2 separate regions of the Ovis aries genome follow, and region 1 is linked to region 2. Evidence: chromatin contacts called from public Hi-C data. All regions are on one chromosome and are shown on one strand. Each heading gives the region's core, a stretch centred on a gene start, on an enhancer-like site or on the middle of the called end of the contact. The rest is flanking DNA. Distances are from core to core; before and after follow the strand shown. Region 1 holds the start of GRTP1 (growth hormone regulated TBC protein 1). Region 2 overlaps MCF2L (MCF.2 cell line derived transforming sequence like).

Evidence for each region. Hi-C and Micro-C count contacts between places; a contact is called where the count stands out from the background.
Region 1: a Hi-C map of liver shows a contact between it and region 2, with 4 times the contacts expected there. The contact joins the promoter of GRTP1 here to the enhancer-like site in region 2. A contact is called at or near these places in 4 of 16 Hi-C or Micro-C datasets (hypothalamus, liver, muscle and 1 more).

Annotation. Positions count from the first base shown.
Region 1 is chr10:85,958,679-85,961,558 of ARS-UI_Ramb_v3.0, reverse strand. It overlaps GRTP1 (growth hormone regulated TBC protein 1), which reads left to right and starts at 1,274. Exons shown (of 8, transcript XM_042255098.1): 1 at 1,274-1,431; 2 at 1,665-1,816. The coding sequence starts at 1,385.
Region 2 is chr10:85,753,645-85,756,690 of ARS-UI_Ramb_v3.0, reverse strand. The region is part of intron 2 of MCF2L (MCF.2 cell line derived transforming sequence like); the gene reads right to left. Among named protein-coding and RNA genes, the nearest start is that of MCF2L, 15 kb to the right of the region's middle. Within about 2 kb of position 1,645, at least 2 of the 54 cell types and tissues checked have an H3K27ac peak or open chromatin away from gene starts, as enhancers often do. A contact at or near this core is called in liver, where this site is marked.

The sequences.
Region 1 (2,880 bases), core at 25-2,524, 210 kb before region 2:
AGGGAGACACTGTCCCCAAGGGCCGGGCCCGGTGGAGTGGGCCGTGCAGCCTGTGGCTCCATGGCGTCAGTGGGCTGGTGCCTCACCACGCCTGACTTCTGCTGTTCTGAGCCCAGTTCTTAAAAAGAACCCTTGGGATGCCGGGGAGGCTACGAAAGTCCCTTAAACCTTAAAGAACCTTAAAATCCTCTTATCTCACCGCGTTTCCAAAGTAAAACTCAAAATGCAGCTTATGCACATTCTCACGGCCTCCCAATACGAGAGGCGGTTTTCAGGCCATCCATGGAAACACCAGGACGCGCGCGGGGCCTGACAGGGAGGACGCTGTCCTAGGCCAGGGCAGAACTGCCGGCACACGCATGGCGACCACCACGTTGGTGTCTGCAGGCGGGTCCCCTGGAGTAAAAGGCCTGCAGGCTGGGCGGCACGTCTGTTCCCTCCCAGCCGTGACTCACCCTCCCCAAGTCCTGTGCATCTGTGGGGAGAAGCCTGGGGGGGCGCCTCTGACTCCTCTGGGAGCGGAGGGGACGCGGGCACTGTCAGCCCTGGTCACCCCAGACGGCCACTGGGCAGGGCGTGCCCACCCTCCCGCGTGGGCAGTGCGGGGGGTGGGGGGGCGGCTATGAGCAGCGCCTGCACCCCTCCTTCTGAGCCTCGTTTGGGGCGGTGGGAGGCAGGGACAGGCTGATTCCGCCGGGGTGGGGGAGGGGACGGTGGCACCCGGATTAAGATCCACTTATTCGCGTGTTATTTTCAGGGGGGAAAGTGTAGGCTGAAAGAGAACAAGTTAAATATAAGACGATCGTTTTCTGTAAAAAGAACATTAAACCATCGGTCACAGGTCAGGACGCCGGCCTTTGGACCCGCGGGGCACGGAGGCCTGGCCGGCTGTCTGAAGAATCTAAGCTGGACTCACCTCCTCCCACCTCGGCTGCGGCAGAGAGGCCCCGGGGCGCGGGGCGGCGGGAGCCGGCGCGCCGGCCGGGCCGCCAGCCTCCGGGGCCCAGGCCCCTCTCCCCGCCGGGGGCCGTCCCCGCGCCCCCACCCCCCGCGCCCCTCCCCCGCGCCCCTCCCCCGCGCCCCCATCCCCCCGCGCCCCTCCCTCGCCCCCCGCCGGGGCCCCCGCGCCCCTGCCCCGCCGCCCCGGCTCCGGGCTCCCGGCTCCGCGCGCCGGAGCAGGTGCAGCCCCTCCCGCCCCCTCCCTGCGGGCCGCGCCCCGCCCCCCGGGGCCCCAGGCGGCCCCGCCCCCGGCCCCGGCCCCGCCCCCGGCCCCGCCTCCCGGCGCCCGCGGCCCGGCGGAAGGACGCGCGGCGCCCCGCGCCCCGGGAGGTGAACGCGGCACCCCGGCCCCGCGGCCCGCGCGCCCCCTCCCGCCCCTCTCGGCATGGAGGCCGCGGGGCGCGCGCAGGCGGCGCGGGGCCGTGTCCCCAGGTGGGCGCGCGGGGCCGGGCCGCGGGCGGGGGCGGCGGTGCGGGCGCCCGCGCGCCCCTGGGCGGCCCCTGCGCTGCGTGCGCGCCCGCGCTCGGCCCGCCGCCGCCGCCGCTGCGGGGCCGGGAGGGGGGCACGCAGCCCGCGCGCCCCGCGCGGGGCCCGGGCGGCGGGGTGCCGAGGGTCCCGCGTGCACGTGCGCGCGGAACTTCACTCTGCGCCTTTTTGTGCGGCAGGATCGATCCGTATGGGTTTGAAAGGCCTGAGGACTTTGATTATGCAGCTTACGAAGAGTTTTTTTCCGCCTACCTGGCGATCCTCACCAGGAGGGCCATCAAATGGTCCAGACTCCTAAAGGGCGGAGGTGCTGTCCAGAGGAGCATGACCGGTGAGTTCGGCGCCTGACCCAGAGGGTGCGCAACACGTCGTGCGGTCCTCGGTGCGTGCGCTCGGGGCCGCTCAGGACTTGGGGTTCCTTCGAGGCCAGGGGCGCTGCCCCTATCCCAGCCGTGCCCCGCGCAGGCGCACGGGTGAGGGCGCTGCGCGGTCCAGGTGCGAGGCCCCCTTTCCTCGCCTGGACGTGGGGCCTGCTCGCCCTTTGAGACGCTTGGCGCCCGTGGCCGTCTTTCCAGAAGAAGCCGGGTTTCCTGCTCCTCAGAGCGAGCGGCCAGGGCAGTGCCCCCGCCGGCTTCTGTGCGGAGCGCTCCCTGCTCCCTTCAGAGAGAAAGCGGGGGGGCTCCCTGGACCCCTCAGCTCCTCCCCGGCTTCCGCGCCCCACGCTGTGACCCGGGGCCTCCTTCAGGTCTGGACTGGAGCGCCTCCTCCGGGAAGCCTTCCAGCCCCACCCCGCAGCTCCCCGCCTCCTGCCCTCTCCTTGCCTCTCTGGGCCTCCACGTGTGGGTCTCACTTTATCCTTAGTTTCCGCGCTGGGGTCAAGATCCCTCTGTGCCGGCTGGGTTGGCTGGACGGTCCCTTAGCTGTTTGTTGAATAAATGAATGAAGTCTTTGCCTGCCTGCTCCCTAGCTGAGGATACAGAGGCCAGACCTGCCCGCTGGAGGTGAGGGGTGGGCAGGAGTGTGCCCCCGGGGGCCTCCTGACACGGTGTTAACGACAATGAAGGGGTGAGGACAGGGGTCCCATCCGCGGGGGGCTGAGCTGTGTGACCAGAGCGTTAGGGGTGAGGAGAGGAGGGCCAGAGGTGGAGCACGGCCCGCAGCAGCTCAGGTGGGCACACGGGGGACAGCCAGGGGGAAAGAAGTCAGTTTTTAAGCAAGCGTGGGGGGAGGCGATCAGATCAAGCTGTATCTTTAAAGAGCCATCCGTCATTGAAAGGCAGGTGTCTTTAGTAGTACCGAGGGCCATGCCCGCCTTGCTGCTGGGCGTTAACATGCTTCCAGCCGTCTATGGCTTCATTTTTTCTTTTGATTTGTTTTTTAAAGTTATGTACAAGT
Region 2 (3,046 bases), core at 396-2,895:
AGAGTTAACTCATTGGAAAAGACTCTGACGCAGGGAGGGATTGGGGACAGGAGGAGAAGGGGATGACAGAGGATGAGATGGCTGGATGGCATCGCCGACTTGATGGACATGAGTTTGGGTGAACTCTGGGAGTTGGTGATGGACAGGGAGGCCTGGCGTGCTGCAGTTCATGGGGTCGCAAAAAGTTGGCCATGACTGAGCGACTGAACTGAACTGAACTATGAACAGAGCTAATAGAAGCTTGCGTGTGCGTGAGCCCGTGTGAACGTTTCCTTCCTCTGGGATAGACGCCCAGGAGTGCGCTTTGCTGGGCTGGGTGACAGCCGTGTGTGGCGGTTTCCTGGCAGGCAGTTTCCAGATGGCTGTGCCCCTGAACATTCATCGCCACCGACACAGAGGCTGACACCTGCACCCCAGCTTCCAGAGCCGCCCCTGCTCTTCAGGGCAGCCCGCGTGAGGGCGTGCGGGGCGGCTCGCAGAGGCTGTGCTTTCCCAAGCTCCTTCCACCTGCAATCAGCACCTCTTCACCTCTGCTTCCCGCTTCCTGCCGGGACTGTCTGCTTCTATGCTGGTGCGCTTTGAGACTTTCTTTGTGGCCTGCAAGTATTTTCTCCTGCCTGTAGGTCATCCTAGCGGGGGCCTTTGGAGAGCATACGTGTTTCATTTTGACAAAGTCTAATTTACCCATTTCTCCTTTCACCCTGTTTTTGGCATCGGGTCTGGGCACTCTTCGTGTGTCCCTAGGTCCTGAATATCTTCTACTATATTTTTTCTGCACTTTTACAGTTTTGTGCTTTGTGCTGGAGTCTGGGGCCCCGCTGACTCAATCTCTGTGTGACGTGTGAAACCGAAAGTCACCGTCTTCTGTTGGGTTGGTTTTCCCTGTGATGTCCGACGGCTCCGGGCCACTTGCTGAAAGGCTGTGTCTCCTCCACTGAGCTGGCTGCCCACCCCCGTCGGGAAGCAGTGGGCTTGCTGTCTGACTCTCTGTTCTCCACTGTCTTCTGTCCCTCGACCGACTCCTCCCGTCCTGATGGCTGTGGCAGAATAATCCCTGGTGTCACAACAGCTTCTCCTCCTCTCTTCTTACTCAAGACGTCTTAGGTATTCTAGCTCCGCTGACTTCCCACACAAACTTTATGACAGCCTTGTCTATAATTTTTTTGTTGTTGTTGAGATTTTGATAGGAATTCTGCTCATTGGTTTGGAGAGAATTGACGTCTTTACTATATCAAGATGTCCGATCCGCAAGCGAAATGTGTCTCTCCATTTATTTAAATCTCTGAGTTCCCTTGTCAGCATTTTCTAGTTTCACGCTCTGTTCATGGTGTTTGGAGCTGCACCCAAGCATTTCATTTCGGGAGCATGTGAATGGCATTGTATTTTTAACTTTGCTGTCCATGTTCACTGCTATCCAGAGGAATACAATAGATTTTTCCAGTGTTTATCTTGCATCCTGCAGCCTTGCTAACCTCACTTATTAGCTCTAGGAGCGTTTCTGTAGAATCCTCGGGATTGCATAGTTAGATAATCGCGGCGTCTGTAAACACGGACTGTTTAATTTTTCCTTGCCAATCTCCTTGGCCTTTATTTCCTCTTCCTGACTCGCTGCACCAGCTGAACTTCCGACCCGCTGCTGAGAACACGGCTCCCGACCGTGCGGCGGCGAACACAGCTCTGACCAGTGAGTGCAGCCTCAGCCGCAGGAGTTCTTGGTGAACATTTACTGGCAACTTAAGGAAGCTCTTCCATGTTCCTGTTTTCCTAAAAGGGTATTGAATTTTGTCAAATACTTTTTCTACATTGATTGAAATAAGCATGTGATTTTTTCAGTTCATTAAAGGGTGGATTACACTGGTTAATTTTCAAATATTGATTCAGCCTTGCGTTCCTGGATTAAACCCAACTTGGCATGGTAAGTGATGCTTCCTATTCGCCGCTTAGTTCTGTTTGCTAATATTTTGTTATGGGCTCTTGTATATTCATGAGGGATGCTGGCGCACGGTTCTCACGTGGTTTTGTCAAGTTTGGGCGTCAGTATAACACTTGCCTCATAAGATGACCAGGAAGAGAGTGTGAAGAGCTGGCGTTCTTTAATGCCTGGTAGAGCTCCTGAGTGAGACCATCTTGATCTGAATATTCTTTTTTGAGAGTTTTAAAATTATGAATTCAATGGGTGTAATAGGTTCAGACTACTCAAATTAGCCTGTTTCCTGCAGACTGGCTTGTGATAGTCTGTGCTTTTTAAGAAATGTTTCTCTGCCTCTAGTTTTCAGACATTCGACTCTATGTCTTGGTGTGGTTTGGGGGAAGTTTATTCTAACTGGGGTTCTATCACCTTCTTAAATATTTGGGTCTGTGTCTTCGGCAGTCTCCTGCCTTTATTTGAGTGTTTCCAGCCCGGCCCCCTTCTCTCCTGCAACTCCAAGGACGAGAAGGTCAGGTCACGGAGATCCCCTCGGCTCCCCGGGTTTCCCTGCAGCCTCTGTCCTCCGTGGTGTTCAGGGGGTGGTTTCTCTTCAGGTTCACAAATTCTTCTTGCTGTCCTCTCCCTTCCGTCGTTGAGCCCACCGACCGGGATTTTTTCTTTCGTTGCTGTATTTTCATTTCCGAAATTTCCATTTCCTTCCATCTTCTATTTCTTTGCTGAGATTTCTCAGTTTTCCCTTTTCCAGCAACGCGTTCTGTGCCGGTGGCTTCGACCTGTCTGCCGGGTGGTCCTGCCGTCTCTTGCGTTGGGTGGCCCTGCCTCTGTTGACATCTCTCGCCTTTTCTCTTTCCGTTTGAGATTTTCCTGGTTCCTGACGTGACAATCAGTTATTGGAGGAAATGTGGGGCTTTGGTGTACGTTATGAAACTCCTGAGTTTCAGAAAAATCTGTCGTGGCTGACTTTCTCTGGGTGCCGGCAGCCTCTCGTTACTGCTGCGGGTGGGGGGTCCTGGTTCCTGCTGAGGCGGCGGTCCGGCCTCCCCACGAGGCCTCCTCTGAGCCCCAGGGTGGGGGCTTGGGGCTCCGCGCTCTGCTCCCCACATCCCACTGTCCCGG